Regions from separate parts of the Mus musculus genome. Here all the other regions are linked to region 2. The links are chromatin contacts, called in public Hi-C and HiChIP or PLAC-seq maps. All regions are on one chromosome and are shown on one strand. Each heading gives the region's core, a stretch centred on a gene start, on an enhancer-like site or on the middle of the called end of the contact. The rest is flanking DNA. Distances are from core to core; before and after follow the strand shown. Region 1 has its middle 47 kb from the start of Fam136a. Region 2 has its middle 19 kb from the start of Tgfa. Region 3 holds the start of Pcyox1 (prenylcysteine oxidase 1).

Region 1 (3,204 bases), core at 444-2,943, 140 kb after region 2:
AAACCAAAGGCAGCATGGGTTAGAGAGAGGGGAGGGAGGCTTATTTAGAAACTACATCACACCATCCAAATTAAACAGACCATTTGCTCAAGTCCAATTTCCACCTCTGATCCTGTCTCCACTGATTCTTACCCTGTGTAAGAGCTTCCTCCCTTCCCAGAGTGCCCCCCCTTCCCCATGGATTCAAAGAATTCTCTTAATTATCTATAAAAACATACTGTCAGCCATGCTGCTTTCATGGGGCTCAAGCCTTACAGCTTAACTGATTTCTTCCCTGTCACGGTGACCAAATAGCTAGCAAACCAAGGAGGAAAGATGTCTTCTGGCTCGTGGTGCGAGGGATACAGTCCATCATGGTAGAGGAGGCATGGCAGCAAGACCCACACCAGTGTGAGTGAAAAACTGCTTGCTTCTGGGGCTGGAGAGATGGCTCAGTGGCTAAGAGCACTGACTGCTCTTCCGAAGGTCCTGAGTTCAAATCCCAGTGACCACATGGTGGTTCACAACTATCCATAATGAAACCTGATACCTTCTTCTGGGGTGCCTGAAGACGGCTATAGTGTACTTACATATAGTAAATAAATAAAATCTAAAAAGAAAGGAGAAAAGAAAAGACTGCTTGCTTCCATCTCAGCGGGTCAGGGAACAACAAGGAGGATGCAGGTACGCTGCTTATGTTTTTTTTGTTTTGTTTTTTTTCCCGAGACAGGGTTTCTCTGTGTAGCCCTGGCTGTCCTGGAACTCACTCTGTAGACCAGGCTGGCCTCGTACTCAAAAATCTGCCTGCCTCTGCCTCTGCCTCCAAAGTGCTGGGATTAAAGGCGTGCGCCACCACTCTTTTTTTATTCCTTTTTGTGCATATCTGTGTGTGGTGTGCTTGTGTATATGCATTTCTGGTATGTGTGTGGGGGCACACGTGTGTGCTTGAGTTTGTGTGTCTGTAAGCATGTGTGCATTTGAAGGCTCAATGTAAGGAATCGTCCTCCATAACTCTCCCACCTTGTTCACTGAGGCAAGGTCTCTCAATCAAACCCAGAGCTCACTGATATGGCTTGTCCCGCCAGCTGGCCTGCTCTGGGGAATAATGTCCTATCTCTGCCTTCTGGGTCTCTGGGGATCTGAACATGGGGCCCCACTTGTATGGGAAGTGCTTTAACTGTTGTGCCATCTCTCCAACTCCTTTTTATTCCGTCTAAGACCCCAGACCGTGGGATGGTGCCACCCACACTGACAGGACATCTTCCTCCTCAGTCACACCTCTTTAGAAATGTCCTCATAGACACACCCGCTCAGAGCCATATCTCCTAGGTGATTCTAAATCCAGCCAGGCCACAGTGAAGACTAACCTTAGAAGAAGTCATCGTCCTTTTGCCCTGGGAACGTATGTTCCACCCACCAGGAACCATGATTCATATCTTGCGAACGTTTGCCTGTTTTGTGCAGAGATCTTGTTTTGTGTTTCTGAGGAAACTGTGAGCTCCCTGGAGCCCAGAACTGGGCTGTGTATATATTTTGTTTGTGACAGTAAGTGCCCTGTGGTTCTGAACTCTTAGGAACTGTTCAGGTGTTTGGAGCTGTACTGAGCTGAAGGGAATTAAAGAGAGACCACAGCCAAGCATGACGTCACCAGGCACCGACTGGGGAAACGGATGGTGGATTCCAATGTCAGGTGAGTCACAGTAGGCAGGCCCAGAATGTATGATGAATCACACACAGGCCAGTGCCTGATACAGCAGCTATGCAGATACTGCACTGGAGAGCTCTGTCTGAATGCTCAGAGAGGAAGAAGAGGGTGGCCTCCCAGATATTTGGATGAAGACAACACCAACTCACAACTAGGCTAATGCCTGGCGGAGCCTCACTAGGTCAGGGGCCTGGCCCCAAAGGGTTGCTGCTTATTAATCCAAAGCAAGGACGGAGCGCAAAGCATATGCATTCACCTCCTGCTGTGTCCCAGGAACCCAAGGGCCTGGGAGCTGCACGACTCCCCAGGTCACAGCAACAGCCACAATGCCTCAGTCTCCCACCTCCAAGTCCAGCTGTTCCCAAGCTCAAGCAAAGAAGGCAAAGAAATACAGGTATGATGGCACATGCCAGCTCTAAGGGGGACGAGCCAGGAAAGATCACAAGTTTGAAGCCAGCGTGCTACAGAGTGGAACCCTGTCAAAAGAAAAGAATTTTAAAAAGTGAACATTGTGGTAAAACTTGGTGAGGGAACAGGACAATACCCCTTGTGTGGATGTGCACATGTGTGTGGGTAGGTATGTACATGTGTGTGCATATCTTTGGAGGCCAGGAGTCAACCTCAAGTGTCATTCCTCAAGAGCCATGTGGTGGCTATTCTTGGTTGTCAACATGATTGCATCTAGAATTTGCTAAAACCCAAACAGCTAGGCACACCTCTGAGGAAGTTGTTTTCTTTTTCTTTTTCTCCTTCTTTTTCTTTTTCTTTTTCTTTTTCTTTTTTCTTTCTTTTTTTTTTTTTTTAATTTATTAGATGTAGGTACACTGTAGCTGTCTTCAGACACTCCAGAAGAGAGTGTCAGATCTCGTTACAAATGGATGTGAGCCACCATCGGAAGAGCAGCTGTGCTCTTAATGGCTGAGCCACCTCTCCCGCCTGGAGGTTGTTTTCTTAATCGAATCATTGGATGTGGGAAGACCCACCTTTAATCCAGACCTTTTGAGGTGGGAAGATCCACCATTAATCTGGGCCATATGGTTTGCTGGCAGTCTATATGAAGGACACGGGAAGAGGAAGCTTGCTCTCTTTGCAGGCTTGCTGCTGCTCTTGCTGGCAAGTCCATTCCTTTACTGGCATTAGAGCCTACCCTTAGGGGATTCCGGTGTACACTGAAGACCAGTCAAAACATACAGCCTCATGTACTGAACAACTACTGGAGTCTTGGTACACTGTCTTCCATTGGTAGATAGTCATTGTTTGACTAGCTGGACCACAGCTTGTAAGCTGTTCTAATAAATCTCCTGTGTGCGTGCGTGTGTGCGCATGCGTGTGTGTGTGTGTGTGTGTGTGTGTGTGTGTGTATGTGTGTATGTGTGCGTGTGTGTGTGTGTGTGTGTGTGTGTGTGTGTGTTCATTCTATCAGTTCTTTCCCTCTAAAGAACACTGACTAATACAGTCCATCCATCCATGCTTTTTTTTTTTGAGGCAGGGTCTCTCCCTAGCCTGGAGTTTTCCAAGTA
Region 2 (3,493 bases), core at 805-3,304:
GAGGAAAAGGGGAGCAACTGGTAAACGGGGAAGGGACTTGTGAGGGGGACTGGGAGGAGAGAGTGGAGGTTCAACTGGGACGTAAAGTGAGTAAATTAATTAATGAATAAAAAATATGGTGCTATGTGAATACAAGCCTAGCTCTTGATAAAATGACAGGTGCACTTCAGCCCTGTCCCTTCAGAGTCTCACAGTAGTCACATGGCCAGTTTGACTTAAATTGTGTCAGTCCCTGTGGTCTTCCTACTCTCTGAGCCTACTCACCTTCTTACTTATTTACAGGGGTGCATCTGTTTAAGTAAAAAGGCAGCAGGCACAGTAGGGTGGTTTCACCCCTGTGGCTCGTGATAAGAGAAGTGGAGGCAAGAGGATTATGGATTCAAAACCAGGCTAGGTTCAGCAACATGAGACCCTGCCTCAAAAAGAATTAAAATATCAAGGAAATAAAATTTTTAAAGGAACTTTTTTTAAGACAGTGGATTTTTATTCTGTTATCAGGGTTTTAAAGTCTATACAGGAGCCATTCACTGTCACTCAGCTGAAACTTGTCTAGGTAGAAAATTGGATTACATTTTTTTTTTCATTTTATGCAGACCCTCATTATATAGTCCTGTCTGGCCTAGAACTCACTATGTAAACAAGACTGTCCTCAAACTCACAGAGGTCTGCCTGCCTCTGCCTCCCTAGTACTAGGATTAAAGAAGAGGTATACAGCCAGGCCCAGCTGACTATACACTTTAAATTGATAATTTTTTTTCTCTGCCTTTCCAACCCAGGCACCTATTTTTCTAAATACTATTTCAATTAAAATATTCAGGAAGTAAAAGGAATGAGCTGTGGTGTTCTAGTCCATTAAAAATTATATTAACAGTTGATTGTCAAATCAATATTAGCAGTTGATTTGTTTATATATATATAGTCCATTATACAAATAAAGAAGCCCTGACTCCCATTTATGAGATTAATCAAAAGCATATATCTACTTTGGGTTTTTTCACTTTTTAAAAAAATGTATAAGTGTGTGCATATGTGTGTTTGTATGTGTCTGTACACAAGCACTCAGGTGCCCATAGAGGCTAAACAAATGCACTGGGTTTTTTGAAACTGGAGTTACAGGATGTTGTGAACATCCCAGTGCTGATGCTATACTTTGGTTTTCTAAACAGCAAAGCCTTCTTTGCCACTTACTATCGGTCCACCCCACATATATTGGACTTCTGGGGAATTACTTTTGCTATCTGAGAGTATTATTCTTCTTTGCTTTGACCTAATATAATTTAAAAATGTCTATAATCAAGGATAGAACAATTTGAGATCCTATTTGTTTGTATGTTTATTTGCTTTTTTTGTGATAAAGTTTCACACAGCTTGGGCTGTTCTTGAACTTTAGCAGAAGATAAACGTGAATTTCTGATCCTCTGGAATGCTGGGATCGTAGGATTACGCTGGCTGCAATGCCTTCGGCCTTTGTTTGGTTGTTTCTTGTACATCATGACTTGTTTGCTTTCAGGGTTCTGCCAGCTTTGAGAAGTACAGGGCAATATTCCAATTGTTCTTGTTTGAAGACAGTTTAAACAGTAACAGAGGAATGTCCTGGCAGACTTCAGTTATGTTGCAGTTAGGGTATGTGAGTTTTCCTTCCTTTTAGAACTTGTTGTTGTTGTTGTTGCTTGGTTTATGTATTTCCTTGCTCTGACACATCTGTGTCTCTGTGGTAGTGTCATCGTTTATCCAGGTATAGTTGAAAATGCCACATTCAGCTTTTTACTTCCGATTTGAAGAATGGGTTCAGCTGTTAAGTGGGAAGAGATGCAGCTTATTTGGCCTCACCCAACCTTCTCATGTTTCAGGAATGGACTCAGACTCAATCTATGCAAATCCCATATGTGCCGAGACTTATAGGACTTACCTCCTTGGCTCTCCATTTGGCTTTTAATATCCACACACATTTCTGTGTGTGGCTTTAATCGTTTGTTTTCACAGTGGTTTGCTGACTCCATGAATATGCTTTAACTCCCCACCTTCCCTCTGCTGACAGTTTAGTGCTTCCGCCTGTTAAGGCTTCTGTGGCAAATGTTCACTGCACACAGGCTATGTAAGCAGAGGCTGTCATGCAGTCTCATAAAACCTCATGTTCACCTTTGCTGGGTAACCGCGGCAGTTCTGCAGCATAGCTGAGCCTCCAGTCTCCCTATCTTGTCCACGAGTATTCCCTCTATCTTGCCTTCCCTAAGCAAGGCTCTAAATGTGATAGTCCTGGTTTATAGTGGGACTTGGGAAAGGCTGTGCTACACAGGCATCCCTGGACCGGGACAGATGGAACCTACTGTGGCTTCTAAGTTCACCTTGGATGTCAATATCCAGCTTGACTGGGAGGTTATAAGGACTTTTTAACTACAATAGCCTGGAGACTGCGTGTGAATTCAATATTGAGAACTAGGAGCATAGAGATGGCTCAGCAAGTAGAGATGCTTGCTGTAGAACCCGACAACCTGAGTTTGAACCCCGGAGCCCACGGTTGTCCTCTGATCTCCACAGAAGTGCTGTGGCACTTGCACAGCGCACACACACATGTGCACGCACACACATGTGTAGACACACACACATGTGCACGTGCATATGCGCACTCACCACACAAGTGACATCAACACTGAAGATTGGTGCCTAAGAGACAGGGGACACTGGCAGATGTGTCCTGGCTCTCGCCCACAGCTCTGCCCCTCCTGAGAATGAGTAGGAGTGCCTTGAACACTCAGCCAGCTCTGCCCTGAGAAGGGTTCTCTCTGTTCATGAATTCAGAGCAAGAGGCAGATGAGTCTCCTATTACCCTGTGGAACTCAAACACTTTCTTCTGATACATCTCTGGTTATCTCTAACCCTTTGATCTGGCTCTGGTGACATTGGCCAGTGTCCTCTCTGTGTCAATCAATAACCTCTCTCACCATTGATAATAATAAATTGCCTCTTTCCTGAATCAAAGTTCCTTTCTATTTCTTCTTCTTTTTTTTTTTCCATAAGATTCAACTTTATTCAGCATCTATTTTTTTTAACTCAACTCAAGGTAACTCGCTTTACATTTTGTTTCCACTAAAAACATCCTGACATCCTTCTTGTCACTTTTCCTTAAAAATAGGGGACAGGTATGGCCCAGTTTTTCTCAAGACAGCCTGGCCACAGTGCTCACTGTCCCTGTATATTCTCCTTGCCTGTCCACTTGGGGTAGAAGACATGAACACTGGTGGGCCAAGAGACACTCATCCTCAATGTGCAACTTCATGGCTGTGACAAGCGTGGTTTTCTAGGGAACCAATGTCCACTGAGGCAGAGAGCTGCCAGTGTTCTTAATACACAGGCCCCTACCTCGAGTAACCACCATTGTGACTCCTGTCCTCAGATCAGCTGCTCTTGAGGCGAGGTAAATGGAAACCTGTGCTTTGGTTTGCACTCTCCTCTGTCCTTCTGTTCAGTGTCCTCTGTCCCACTGTTTGACACC
Region 3 (3,478 bases), core at 839-3,338, 220 kb after region 2:
TCATGGAGAAGAAAGCCTCTGCCAGGGCTGGGAAGGGCACCCGAGGAGTAAGAGAGGTCCCATCCTACGCAAGCCTCAACTTTGCAAAACTGGGAAACTCAGGTAAATGGGAAACGGCCAGAGTTACACAATATTCCCTAAGAGAAGGCTTGCACAGGCCTGCCAGCCTTCCCCGAACATGGCCCGCTCCTCTGCCGACAACGTGTCAGTCATGTGTCCCCGTGAGTACATGTCTGAACCCTGTCTGAACGACTTCAAGCCAAGTGTTGGAAGCCCATGGATCTCATTTTCTCAGCAGCAGAATGAGCTAAAAACACTCTGCTAGCTCAAAGCACTCTGATTTCTCAACCCAAAGCCTGAAGTTTAAGAACTGACAACAGGGGGCTGCAACATGGCTCAGCCCCAAATGGACTGCACCTGGGTTCAATTCCTGAGACCCACACAGTAGAAGAAAAAGAACTGACTGGATCAATTGTCCTCTGACCTCCATACACACCCTGTGGCACTCAGACCAACACCCCCACCCCACAGTTATACAAAATAAATAGCTAAAATATAACTTTTAAAAAAATTTTTTTTAATTTTTTTTTTAAAGAATTAACAGCAACAGCCACCCTCACTCAACCCCATGGCTGTAATTCCAGAGAGCTGATGCCACACAGATAGCTTAGAGTCTCATTACAGGAGAGTGGCTCGATGCTAAGCTGGGACCAACTGCTAAACCCCACAGCAAGAGAAACAGTTTCACCAACTTCTCTGTAGAAGACAAGGCAGAAACATCAGTTCTCTGTGTTAGGAAAACACATACGGCCAGTCACACATAGTGTTGCTTAGTGCTATGAAATCACATACCCAGCTCTTTGACAAATCGCTTCATGTGCAAATTTAGGGGGTGAATGACTGAACCCCCTGCCTCGTAGTCATGACCTTGCACCTTCAAAGTGGCCAAACGGCCCCCGACCTCTTCTCTCTCAAACACGTCAATCTTCACGTCCTTCCCAAATTTCTTCCTTAGATAATAGGCGGAGGAAGTACCACCGATTCCAGCACCGACTATTGCTATACGGAGGGGGGGAAAGGAAAAGAGGAACCGTTTGTTTCCCCTCCTATCAGTGTTGCTTTTGTTTTTGAAAAGCCATTAACCAATAATAGCCATTACTCAAGACTAAAACTAACAGCTTGGGGAAACCTGAGGGAAGGGGTTCTCTTTAAAGACAGACTCCCTGAACCTAGACAGGTGCTATAGATGAAGTTACAAACTGACAGTTGGTCAAAAGATGCCCAAAGGTTCTCCCAGGTCTTTGTGGAGGCACCACCGGACCCAGGGACCCTGCTGTGCCCAATTCCTGGGGAAGTATGAATGGGCCCCTCCAGCACGCATTTTAAATAAAGCAGACGCCATCTTCGCCCAGCTTTGTTCTTTGTCTCTCTATGGCCCCAACACCATTAACGATCCCGAAAGACACAGCTTCAGATGGGAATAGACACCCAGGAATGAAAACCCGAGGCAACCAAAGCCACGAAGAGACCGGGTTCTCCAGCTAGCTGCAGCAGTTGCAGTAAGCAGAGCGCAGGTGCGGGGAGGCGGTCCCAGTCCTTCTCGGGGGAGGGGATCTGGAGGTAGGGGAAGAGAGACTGGTCCCAGTGCAGAGTCTGCGTGCCCCAATCGGCCGGACAAACAGACTTAGCTCCAGGGACAGCTAGAGGCGGGCTCTTGAGGGCGTTCAGCTGCTAGAGCCGAGGGCCTCCCAGGCTGGAGCTGCACGGATACCGAGTCCCTGGCTAGCACACGCCTCCAGTGGCACTCCTCCAGACTCGGAGCGCACGGCCCGGTCTCCGGACCCCGATCTCCACCCAGCCCTGGGAAGACCGACCTAGGCATCGCCGCGCCTCTGTATCCCCCGCACCTACCGATCCTGTTCGGCGGGGCCCGGGGCTCGGCGCTCGCCAGACTGCCCAGACCACATAGCAGCAGCCCCAGCCAGAACAGTGAGCCCACCAATGCAGCGGCGAAGCGCCCCATGGCCTCCCGCAGCTGCAGACTGACCGCGGGTCCGCCAGCAGACCCTGCTCTATGCGTCTGCGCGCTTTCGCCCCGCCCAGACCACGCCCCAGAGCACACGACCACGCCCACTCGTCCCACCCAGGTCCTTTGCTCCCCAGGCTCGCCGATTTTGTGTTATCTAATCCTGGTCCTCTGTGCCCCCGAAGTACACTCTGGTCCCAGAAGCCCACATCCAAGGCGCAGGTTGAGGGCCACCTCAGCTCTCCTTTCCCGCCTCTCCTGAAGATGCATCCTTCTTCACAAGTGCCCTCTACAGTCCCCAAAATCGCGAGCTTGTAGAGAATGCACGTGGCCAATCTCAGTCTAAACCAGGCAAACCGGCCGCAAACATTTCTAAAGTGAGCACTTTGTTCCAGGGACTCAGCTGCGTGATAAGAAAAGGAAGAGAGATGGGGTATTGTGAAGTAAGAGGAGCAAAACACGGGACCCACGTCCATACGAATAAAATTAGAACACCAAAGTGGCCTCTCACATACGGTCTGTTTCCAAGTTGAAGACACTAGAGAAGACACAAAAACAAGAAATGCTGTCTACTTTCCTCCAATTGCCTAAAAACAAAACACTGAGTGTGTATGGGAGAGTGGGGGTGCTGGAGACATGGCTCAGTAGTTAAGAGCACTTCCTGCTATTTATTCCACCGGACCTTCCTCTGGCACACTTGTAAGCATAACAAAATTTTAAGCACTGGAGAAATGACTCAGTGGCTAAGAGTGCTACTGAGTTCTGTTTCTGAGGCTTACAACTGCCTGTGCCAGCAGTGCCAGGGGAACTGTCACCCTCCTCTGACCTTCCAGGGCACCAGAACACACACAAACACATAAATAAAAATAAACATACACACAAGGACAAAGGGATCCTCCCTTCTCTACCTGAGGGATGTGGGTTTATCACCAAAGGCAATTTTAGACATCTTAAGTAAAATTCCTAGGAAGCCATTAGTTTGGCCTGAGCTACTGGGCTGGATGGATGGACAGCATGCCAACTCAATGGGGAATCCCCATCGGAAGCTGCGTGCTACCAGAGGTGAAACTAAATTTTCTGGTTGACCTTCATAGGAAAGGGAGCTGGTGACATGCCTCTGTTAGCAGATCCGAGAACGATGTCCCCTATGCTTCAACCTTCCCAAAGAGCATAACTTCAAAACCAGTCAGCTCTTTGTTTCCAGCTTCTGCCTTCCTCTGCCCTGGGCAGTCTAAAGAGCCAGGCTTCTCCTCCAGATGTAGGAAGAGCTGTGCTATGTTATAGAACAAGGTGTTCTCACTTCTAGTCAGCTGAGACCTGTCAATATCTTGTAGTTTTGGTTTTTCCACAGATCTTTGTTTTTTCAAACAGAATCTCAAGTAACCCTTTCTACCTCTTGTGTGCTGGGATTTCACAAACTTTCACCAGTAAGAAATTCACATAACAAGCCTG

Evidence for each region. Hi-C and Micro-C count contacts between places; a contact is called where the count stands out from the background. HiChIP or PLAC-seq counts read pairs in DNA pulled down with a chosen protein or histone mark.
Region 1: an HNF4G HiChIP or PLAC-seq map of pancreatic cancer cells shows a contact between it and region 2. The contact joins two enhancer-like sites. A contact is called at or near these places in 2 of 115 datasets of contacts at active chromatin or transcription factors (pancreatic cancer cells and stem cell-derived neural progenitor cells) and 1 of 9 other capture datasets (embryonic stem cells).
Region 3: a contact with region 2 is called in a Hi-C map of liver, with 4 times the contacts expected there. The contact joins the promoter of Pcyox1 here to the enhancer-like site in region 2. A contact is called at or near these places in 2 of 39 promoter capture datasets (embryonic stem cells and liver), 3 of 484 Hi-C or Micro-C datasets (the AML12 cell line, liver and nephron progenitors), 3 of 115 datasets of contacts at active chromatin or transcription factors (embryonic stem cells, pancreatic cancer cells and stem cell-derived neural progenitor cells) and 3 of 9 other capture datasets (adipose tissue, liver and pancreatic islet).

What each region holds. Positions count from the first base shown.
Region 1 is chr6:86,317,383-86,320,586 of GRCm38.p6, forward strand. No RefSeq gene overlaps it. Among named protein-coding and RNA genes, the nearest start is that of Fam136a, 47 kb to the right of the region's middle. Within about 2 kb of position 1,694, at least 88 of the 459 cell types and tissues checked have an H3K27ac peak or open chromatin away from gene starts, as enhancers often do. A contact at or near this core is called in pancreatic cancer cells, where this site is marked.
Region 2 is chr6:86,174,892-86,178,384 of GRCm38.p6, forward strand. No RefSeq gene overlaps it. Among named protein-coding and RNA genes, the nearest start is that of Tgfa, 19 kb to the right of the region's middle. Within about 2 kb of position 2,055, at least 11 of the 459 cell types and tissues checked have an H3K27ac peak or open chromatin away from gene starts, as enhancers often do. A contact at or near this core is called in liver and pancreatic cancer cells, where this site is marked.
Region 3 is chr6:86,395,062-86,398,539 of GRCm38.p6, forward strand. Pcyox1 (prenylcysteine oxidase 1) reads right to left here and starts at 2,089. Exons shown (of 6, transcript NM_025823.4): 1 at 1,912-2,089; 2 at 853-1,059. The coding sequence starts at 2,023.